2 separate regions of the Gossypium hirsutum genome follow, and region 1 is linked to region 2. The links are chromatin contacts, called in public Hi-C maps. All regions are on one chromosome and are shown on one strand. The core of a region is the stretch at or near the end of the contact, and the rest is flanking DNA. Distances in the headings are between cores, read along the strand shown.

Region 1 (5,507 bases), core at 1,006-3,505, 180 kb after region 2:
GTTTTGAGCAATTTCAAGAATCAAGAAAATCAAGATTTCAAATCTTGGAAATCTTGGTCCAAGAAACCGAATCTTGCAACTAAGGCACATTGGATCCCAGTTACGAGCATTAACAAGCCAATTTCGGGAGAGAACATATTACAAGCCCAAGTTCTTAAAGACAAGGCCCAATAAGATGTTCCAAGCCCAATCCAGAAATTTAAATCAGATTTAGTTAAAAATCAGGCCAAATTGTTAAAGTGGCCCAATTTGTAAAATTTTAATTCTTTAAATACTTATTTTTAATTTTTAGACTTTATAAATAAATTTCTATGTAAAAATTCATCCCAAAGAGGCCTATTAAAGGCCTTGGACGAAATTCTCTTGAAAATCAATAATTAGGTTTTTTTTTTTAGTTTTCCTATTAGGGTTAGGAAAATAGTTAAAAGGCCTATATATATGGCTTGGCCAGCCACCCATAGAACACATTACATTACAATACATTAAAATTTCAGATTTTTGCTGAGTAAAAATTCTCTTAGAGTTTTCTCCAAGAATTCTCTCTTGAGTTTCTTTAGAAGTAGTTTTAACAATCTTTTTTATTGTGGGAGCCATCTTCAGCCTTCTTCTTGCCATTATTCTTCATTGGAGGGGAGATTAGAGCCGTTTGAAGGGAGTTGTGAAATCTTTCTCGATTTCAAGGCTTCTTAAGACTTTATCTTTATTTTCTTGTTGTTCAATCTCTTTTAAATTTCTGCTTGTGTCGATTTTTATTAGCTAATTTGTTTGCTGTTCTTGTTGCTTTTCAGCCTTTCTAAAACTCCAAGATCTGATTCGACACTTCCTTGGACATAAAGGAACTTTTTTGATTTCACAAAAAACCCCTCTTTTCGTGCCGTCCAATCCCTAGAATTAGTTTCAATTGATTTCGTAATTTGTTTTAATTTATTTGCTATTTTGTGTTCTTTGATAGATTCGCCTGATTGGAAGTTAATCTTGGGGCTTAATTCCGCGTTCTTGGTTTCCAAGATTGGCTATCTATAACTGTTTTGATTCTTGGCTGTTCTTTATTGATTTGGGGATTTTTAGTTTCCAGATCTAATTGATTCTAATTAAGTTTTGCTGTTTCGTTTCAGATCCAAACGTTTAGAGTTTTCGTAGGAGTTTCCCGTGACTTGACAACTCGATCTTGGTCCGCGCGCAACCCCTTATCACAAAAGGTTAGAAGGTGTAGAAAAGGATAGATTGAGCACCAGTAATGTGTTAAATGAAGTAAGATGCAAAATCCCTAATTTCAGAATGATAAATTTCTGATTTGCATCTCGGTCGGCCAATGTTCTAGCACATGCTTTGGCAAAGGAAGGTCAGAGTTATGCCTAACCTGTATACTGGATGGAAGAGACCCCAGAAGTTGTGGAAGAGCTTGTCAATAGGGATTTGGATGGTGTTGAAAATGAATGATTTGGGAGTTGAAGACTGTGACCGGAGGTGATGTGGGTTCATTAAAATCTGATAAGCTTAGTGATTAACATAGGGGTTTGTTTTAACTGTGTTGATTCCATTTTTGTCAAGAGTGGGGAATGATTACCTCTGTGTTCTGATGTAAGGAAGGTATAGATGATTTTTGGGAAGACGAACAGGAGCTTCAGGCCATTCTTTCTTTCTTTCTTTCTTTTTTCATCTTTCCTTAGGTCGTTTGTTTGATTTTTTTTATTTCGGTTATGTTTTTTGAGTTATTTTTTTCATTGTTTATCAAGGCACCTTTTAATTGCCCAGCATTTTGAGGACAATTGTAAAAGCTAGGGGCTTGAATCTGTTGGGGTTCTTATTCATGTTAAGTATTTGTAAAGTTACTTTGAATATATAATTTATATTTTAAATATTTTTAAAAGTATAACCATTATAAATTTAAATATATAACATTACATATTTAAATAAATCCTAACCTAATATAATTATTACATAAAACACATAAGTAAGATAAAGTTAAACAAAGAGGGAAGAAGATGAGGAAAGAAAGAGGGGGAAGGAGGTGGATGCTTTAATTAATTAAAAGTAAAAATATACGTGTCAAGAAATAATTGGTTATAAAATTTAAAACGGCGTAAATGGTTGGAAGTTGTGGGATCATAGTTTAATTAGTTTTAACAAAAAAAAAAAGTTCAAATATCTGAGTGGGAAATTTAATTACAATAAAGGTATTTTAGTAATTAAGTCCTAACCCCTCCGCGATGAGGTCGAGAAGTTGCGTAGGCGATCATTATTTTTATCAACGTTCGTATTTATATTAAAATAAAAATATATTTTATGTAAAAGCAAATATTACTGTTTATATATATATATAAACAACAAAGAAAACGCTACAGCCTGAAAAGATTTTCAGACATTGCAAAAAAATCAAAAATCATATTCTTTTTTCCTTTTGTTTTTCAGTTCTGTCTTCCTCCTTCCAGGTAATAATTTTCTCTCTCTTGTTTATTTTCTCCGGATATTTGAACGCTTTATTTAGATATTTTTCTTTAAAAGCTGCCCTGATTTGAATTGTAAAAGCAAAAAAGAACCATAAGCAAAGCAACGGTTAATTTCTTCTGGGTTCTGATTTTTGTGAAATCTGATCAATTTTGTCAATGAAAACTTTAGTATGTTTGTTTTTGTGATTTGGGTTTTCTTTGTTTCTTAAGTTTTGTATGTTATAAAGATTTGATGATGATAAATTAGAGGTAGAAATGATTTTTTTTTTCGATTAAAATGTTTGTATTTAGTTTGCGTACGCAATTTGAGTAAGCCTATGGAAGCTTAGGATTCATTTTGATCTCATAATGGTTCTTTGTGAACCAGAGAAGATTTATACTTAATTTGGTTCTTTTTGGTTTTGGGTGCAATAATAGATGGTAAGGGAAGGGAAGGCTGGCCATTCAAGCAATTTTAAGAAAAGGGTTAGATCGAAACATGAGGGTTCAGATGATTCAGATGAAGATTATGTAGCTTCGGAGGGAAATGAAGGATCTGATGATGATGCTGAATATTATTGTTCTTCCTTAGATGAATGTGCATCGGAAGAGGGTTTTCAGGGTTACAATGAGGAGGAAGAGGAAGAGGTGGGAGAGGTTGTTAGGTTGAAAAGAGAACGGATATCTTCGGTAAGGGAGAGGAAGATTGTGGATAAAAAATCTGTAAAGCAGGAAACCGTGTCTGTTGAAGAAGATGAAGACAAGGATTATGAGGAGGAAGAAGAAGAAAAGGAAGAGGTGAGAGAGGTTGTTAGGTTGAAAAGAGAACGGATATCTTCGGAAAGGGAGAGGAAGATTGCGGATAAAAAATCTGTCAAGCGGGAAAGCTTGTCTGTTGAAGAAGATGAAGACAAGGATTATGAGGAGGAAGAAGAAGAAAAGGAAGATGATGATGAGGAGTTCACTCCAGATTTAGAAGATTGTTTGGATGAGGAATTTACTCTGGATGAAGAGGATTGTTTGGATGAAGAATTCACTCCGGATGAAGAGGATTGTTTAGATGAGGAAGAGGAATTGACTATGACTAAGAGGAAAAACAAAACAAAAGTTAGCAAGCAAGTTTTGCGGAAAAAGTACCCTTCTAAACATAGGACAAAGAGGAAGAGGTCTGCAGTTTCTAAGAAGCCTTCGAGAAAACAAGGAAGGAAGAAACGGCGGTTGAAGAGGAAAAGGAGGGCTGAAGAAGATGATGATAATGATGATTGTGGTTTTATAGACAACACTCCAGCTCTGAGACAAAAGAGCAGAACTAATGCAGGACAGAGAAAAAAGGCATATGTTGTACCATCAGATTCGGATTTTGTGTCATCTGGATCATCTGATTACGAGTATACTGTCTCAGAGGAAGAGAGAGAGCAAATGAAAGAAGCCAACCAATTTTGTGGAAGTTTAAAAACTAGTTTGAGGAGTTCATCAGCATCAAAGAGAATTCAGGAGCTTGAAGAGCTAGGCCAACCTAAGAAACCTCCAGGAAGAAAGGGTAAGGAGAAGATAGAGGAAACAAAGGCTGAAGTAATAAAGCCAGTTTGTGGCATTTGTCTCTCTGAGGAAGACAAACGAAGATTGAGGGGCACACTGAACTGTTGCAGTCATTATTTTTGTTTTACCTGCATTATGGAGTGGTCAAAAGTGGAATCTCGTTGCCCATTGTGCAAGCAAAGGTTCGAAACTATCAGTAAGCCTGCAAGATCAGCAGCTGGAGTTGATTCGAGAGAGGTGTTGATCCAAGTACCTAAGCGTGATCAGGTACGTTTTATTACTTGTAAGGATTTTAAGTGTAACAGTTTTTCATTTACTTTAGTTTCTTATTTGTGGTTGGAAATGGGCATATTTTTCTTGTATACAGGTCTACCAACCTTCTGAGGAAGAACTGAGAAGCTATCTTGATCCATATGAGAATGTCATTTGTTCTGAATGCCACCAAGGTGGGGATGATGAACTCATGTTACTATGTGATATTTGTGATTCGTCAGCACACACCTATTGTGTTGGTCTTGGTCGGGAAGTACCTGAAGATAATTGGTACTGTGATGGTTGCAGGCCTGTTGCTACTGGGTCCGCTAGTTCCCAAGTTCAAGATTCTTTGCCTGATCATAGAATAATAAACAATTTGTACAATAGATTTTCACCCATGGTAAATTTTGGAGAAGGTTTAGACTCCATTGTAGGTCCTTCACCGCTTATGCCATCAATTCCCAATTTTGTGGGTTACTCATCTCCTAGATTTCCTGCTGTAGATATTCCCGTTGTTTCTCCGGCATCTGGAGCAGGGGCTCCAACTCTGACTGGAAGGCGATGGTTGCATCGCCAAATTCAAAATCTTCGTTCAATCAATAGGATGAATTTTATGGCTGGTAGGACTGATGGGATATTAAGCGCCAATATGGGCACTGATTTCGTGAACTCTCACACTGATCAGAGTACGGAAACAACAGTTCAACAAGCTAGGACTCAAGATAAGGGAACTCAACATCAAACAGTGTTTGAGGAGAGATTACAGGATGATCCCTCTTCTTCAGTGCCAAGTAGGGACTTATCTTCTTCAAGGTTGGAAAATTTGAGAAGGCAAGCAGTTCAGGATTCAACCACCCCAACAACCAATACATCGATCAACTTGACATTATGGCCTGAACTTACTGGTATCAGTTCAAACGAGCAACTCCGTCAGTGCATCAATGGATCAAACATTGGACCTGATGGTTTTGCTTCACCTTTTTCTGTTAGAGATGAAAATAACTTTTCAATGGCCAAGGAACAGTTGCAAGGAATGGTCAGAAGCCATTTGAAAGCCTTGTCCACTAATATTGATTTAGGTAAGTTAAGCCCGTCTGTAATCAATTCATGTCAGGGATATTTCCAGACCTATGGTCTGCAGTTTTTATTTGTCTAAAGAGCACGATTTTCATGCAAATCATTAGTGTGTGCATCTGTTTTTCAGTTCGGTTTTTTAATCACATTATTGTTTTGGAGTGATTTGTAGTTTGTGATTAATTGAGCCATGACTTCTGTCTGGAAAAT
Region 2 (4,906 bases), core at 1,170-3,669:
TATCACCCTTAACTCTCAAATAAAAAATTAAAATTATGCAAAAGAAATCACTAAACATAAATAATAATAATTTTATTTATATCTACTATTTATATTATTAAATTAAATTTCACATTTTATATTATTTATATTATTGAATTGTTTAGTCATATTGAATATTTATATTAAAATTGAATTATTAATTATGCCATAAAATATTCGTGTTAAAATTTTATATTGGTATCAATTTCACATTTTATTTTTAAAATAACTTTTATTAAAAAATTATATTTTTATATTTAATATATTTTTTAATTCTAAAATATATAGTGACAAGAATCTGAAGATAATTGAAACAACTAAGTAAGCAAATAAGCTAACCAGTATATAAAAAATTAATAAATAAATTATGAAGTGATGAAAGTTAATAAAAAATTTGATTAAGGTGGACAAATTTTATTACGATGGGTGACAATGGTTACAAGGACCTAAAATTATTTTTTAAAATTTAACTTGAAAAATATATTCGATTCGATTCGATTCGAATTCCATCTCACTCGACTCGATTCGAGAAAACTTCAAATAAAGTTAGGATGATAAAATGAGATTCGAAAACTCGATTAACTCGAAAATTTTCGATTCGATTCGATTCGATTCGATCGAATGCTCACCCCTATGTTTAACACTTTAACCAAACAAAGCAATATATGTTTATTACATGATTAACAATCTACCTACCAAATGATGGGTTATTTATTCATCATGTTAGTACACTAGTTTATCCTCGTGTTAAAACATATATTTTAAATAAATTTTTTCCTTATGTTATTTCACTAGAAACCAAATGAGACGTAAGTATATTAATATCATACATAGGCCCAACTCGAGTCTGATCTGATTCAGCTCATGAACACCTCTACATGGATGATACTTATATATATTATAGTAGAGATGGAATTACATGAAAGGATAAAGATAGGTTGTCGTTCATTTGCCTGTGTGTAAAGAATAAAGATGTGAGAATGATTAGAGAAACTAAAACATTGAACCACAAATATAAACAAAGTTTTGAAAAGCTAAGATATGATTATTACTCTCGTTGTACTTTGAACTTCATCTTTAGACAACTCTACTATTTCCTTAGGGTTAATCTTTGGACCCCATCCATACACTAAATTAATGTTATTGGTTGCTTGGTAATCATACCCATTTTTAAACATTACTATAAAGTATTATTTAAGTTTAGTTAAAGATTATATAATATATTATCAATAAAATTTAAAAAAGCAACATACATTTCTGAAAGTAACATATACTTTTTTTAGTGTATAGTAAAAAAAATGAAATACATGATAATATTTAAATATATCAAATATTAATCTAGTTGGATTTATAGTGTTTATAGACATTAGTTAAAAACTATTCTAAATTTTTATTTAATATATTACTTTTACTGTTTTTTTTAAAAAAAAAATCATATGGATAGAACTTTTTCCTAGAAAAAGGGATAAAAAATTAGGTAGCATTTCATTAAAAAAGCACATACCATCATCATGATTTAGGTCCGTTTTCTCGACTTTACTATATAAAACATACGTTAAGCTAAAATAAAAAAAAACTATATATAATATGGATGGTATGTCCAAATAATAAAAATATTACATTTGATTTCATGATTTATACATGTTTTTATGTTTTCACTTACCTTTTATCATGCATAAAGAGAAAAACAAGAAATGAAATGTTGATGTGTGTTATATGAATTCTGTTTTCTGTATAAAATACACTCCTCTCTATCTTCAAATTTTATATAGCCCCACAACCACCGTGCTGCTTGTCATGGCAAACTTTCTTGAAATCAATAAACATTTTACAAATTTTTGAGATAACTCGTAATTTTACCACTCTTGAACTTACGTGCGATTTCATCATATATTAACTTATAATTATACAAATTTAGAAGGTTTTAAAAGGAAATTTTTGAGGGGCAGGCCCTTATCTGCCTCCTTACTGTCACCCTAATGGTGGAGGAAGGAGAACAAGAGAGGGAAAGAAGTGAGAATAATCTCTTCTCTTTTTTTTTTTTCAATAAAAAGAAATTCACATAATTTTATTTAGCTGTTATTATTTAAGTTAAGATGGAAATTTTAAAATTACAAAATTACATAATGAAATGAAGCATATGGATTAATCCAAAAGAATCTCATAGTACAAGGACTTTCAGAAGAATTGCATCGTTGCTTTTTTTCTTTTTTTCCCTCCAACCAACGATCAACAATGTTTTAAACATATGGTTCGGATCCGAACCTGAAGCTTCAGTCTAACAAACAATTTTACTAACACTTCTTTTTCTTTTCTTTTTTCTTTTTTCTTTTTTAATCTAAAAGGGCCACAAAGAGCCGTATTGTAGGACCCAAAGCACCATGCTGGCATGTTTTGGTTTAAGCGCATAAGGTTACCGGCCCAATCTAAGGCCTTGAATCAAGTGGGCTCCATTGGCTTACTTAAAAAGAGGCAGAAATCAGTCAAATAATAAAAGCAAACCCTTTTTTTTATTTATATATATAATATTTAAAAATAATATATAAAAATTGAATTTTGGATAAAAATTTTCAACCAATAAAAATACATATTTATTACAATAATTTCAACTATTCAATTTTAAACATCACTAAACTGATATTAGAAAACATGTTAAAAAGGAAATTATATTAACCACGAGAGTTAAGTAAGATGATTGAGATCTTTTCTACTTTAATTAGTAGTCAATGGTTCAATTCTTGCCTTGAGTATGGAGTAACTTTAAAACTCGTGACCAATATCTACTTCCTTAATGGGCCTACAAAATACGGAGGACTAATTATTGAGCTCACTCCAATAAATTGCCTTTGATAAAAAACAAGAAATTTTACTTTACACCATATTAAATTACAATGTCAATTTAAGTTATTCACTTTTATTAATCTTACGCTTAAATGTATTAACTGTATTTTCATTGATTAGTAGTTGAAAAATCACCCAAAAAAAGTTTTGGTTTCAATTTTTTGTTATTATAATATCTTAACTATCAAAATAGTTCATATATTTAATTGTGCTAAAAATTTAAATAATATTACTTTATATTAATTATTTGTTTATTTAATGAATAAATAATAATCACAAAAAATCTTGTATGATAATAAAAATTATTATATATAAAAATACAAGTTTGGAGAAAAAAAAACTAACTACATAGTATTACTAAATTTTCCATTTCAATTTTTTTTTATTTACAAGATTTATCATATCTATAAATAAGAATTCTAATCTTACCCAAAGCTTTGTTAATTAATTTATATGATAGTAAATAAAAAAAATTAAAATTTTTATTTTTTTTATTTCTTTGGTATTTTTCATGTTCGTTTGATGATCCATGTTGAGATTTATGGTTACGTCTCTCAACAATGTTATCTCTAAATTTCAAATATGAATTCTCCTTTGAGAGTACAATGTGTCTCACTACAACACCCAACATTTGTTGGTGCATTGCTTTATCTTTAATAGTATTAAATTTCATTAACTGAAAAAGAAAGAAGAAAATTTTATTAAATTTAATATTTATATAATAACCCCATATATAATTTTTTATATAAATAATATATTTTCATAATCCAGTATCTTATATATACATAATTCTTATTTTTATATTAATTACAAACTATTTCCTTCAATTTATTAACTTTTTAATTTATTTGGCCTCCCAATTTTATATAAGCCATTTTAGTACTTTATTTAATGTTGCATCTTTTTTAGGTCTTGAATATTTTTTTTGTCAAATCACCTCAAAATGGATGAAAAGTTAATATTGTTTTTTCATTTTGTTGATGCGACCGTGTTTGACACATCAACATTTAATTATATTTTAAAAATTTAAAAATTCAAAAAAATTTTAAATTTTTTTTTAAAATTATAAAATTGGTTGGTAAATTAATAAAAAACAAGTGTTGAATATAATATGTTGTTTGATAAAAGTATATATTATTTTTTAAAAAGTATTAATTTATTAATTTTAATCTTATGAATATAATATTTTATATTTTTTGGATAAAATTTAAATATAATAATCTGAAAACCTCATTTTATTTTGAAAAATAATTTATTTTAATTAAAAAATTAGCATAATATTTTTACCATGAAGTGATAAATAGCTATCTACCTATTTATCTTATTCACTAAATTTTTTGTTGAGAATTTTATATTAAGTAAAAAGTTAAAATGGTTATCAAACATATTTAATGTCAAACACACCCTAAATTTTAAAAAATAAAACATGTAAAATCATGTACAACACACATGACATTAGAAATTAGTAACAAACAATCGAATATATTTATTTGAGAAAAAGCTTAGGTGCTGTTTGTTAAACTGAAAAATAAGGTTGTGTTTGATAAACCATCGAAAATTTTCATTTCATTGAAATTGAAAATTTTTAAATGTATTTGATAATCTTATTGATTTGTTAAAGTTGATTTTATTTTAAAAATAAAGCATCTCTTCCTCTTCTTTTGTTGTTGTTAAAAAGTTATTATATTTATTGTTTTGAAAAATATACAAAATAAGATAAAACATTAATAAGATTAAATTTAAGAGATAAATAAAAAAAATCAAGATTAATTTTACTAAATAACATAATTACATTTAATACGCCAATAACCTCTTAGTTTAGTGACAAGGGCATTAAGTTGCGAGAAATGAAAGTGTGTTCAATCTCAAGTAATTTCTTTAAACATGATATGATAAAAACATAATATAAAAAAGAACACAATACGTATATACTTTAAAAATGATTATAATACAGAAAATAACACAAAATACCCTTAATAGAATAATTTTCCCTTTCAAGCACTATAAGAAAAAAGAGAGTAAAAGTTTAATAGAATATTAAATT

Evidence for each region. A called contact is a pair of places that touch in the nucleus more often than the background predicts.
Region 1: a Hi-C map of leaf shows a contact between it and region 2, with 2.0 times the contacts expected there. The contact joins the promoter of LOC107920060 here to the enhancer-like site in region 2. A contact is called at or near these places in 2 of 34 Hi-C or Micro-C datasets (both in leaf).

Annotation. Positions count from the first base shown.
Region 1 is chrD13:38,933,646-38,939,152 of Gossypium_hirsutum_v2.1, forward strand. It overlaps LOC107920060, which reads left to right and starts at 2,256. Exons shown (of 5, transcript XM_041108712.1): 1 at 2,256-2,432; 2 at 2,868-4,235; 3 at 4,336-5,302. The coding sequence starts at 2,868.
Region 2 is chrD13:38,756,277-38,761,182 of Gossypium_hirsutum_v2.1, forward strand. No RefSeq gene overlaps it. Among protein-coding and RNA genes, the nearest start is that of LOC107920793, 15 kb to the left of the region's middle. Within about 2 kb of position 2,420, at least 1 of the 9 cell types and tissues checked has an H3K27ac peak or open chromatin away from gene starts, as enhancers often do. A contact at or near this core is called in leaf, where this site is marked.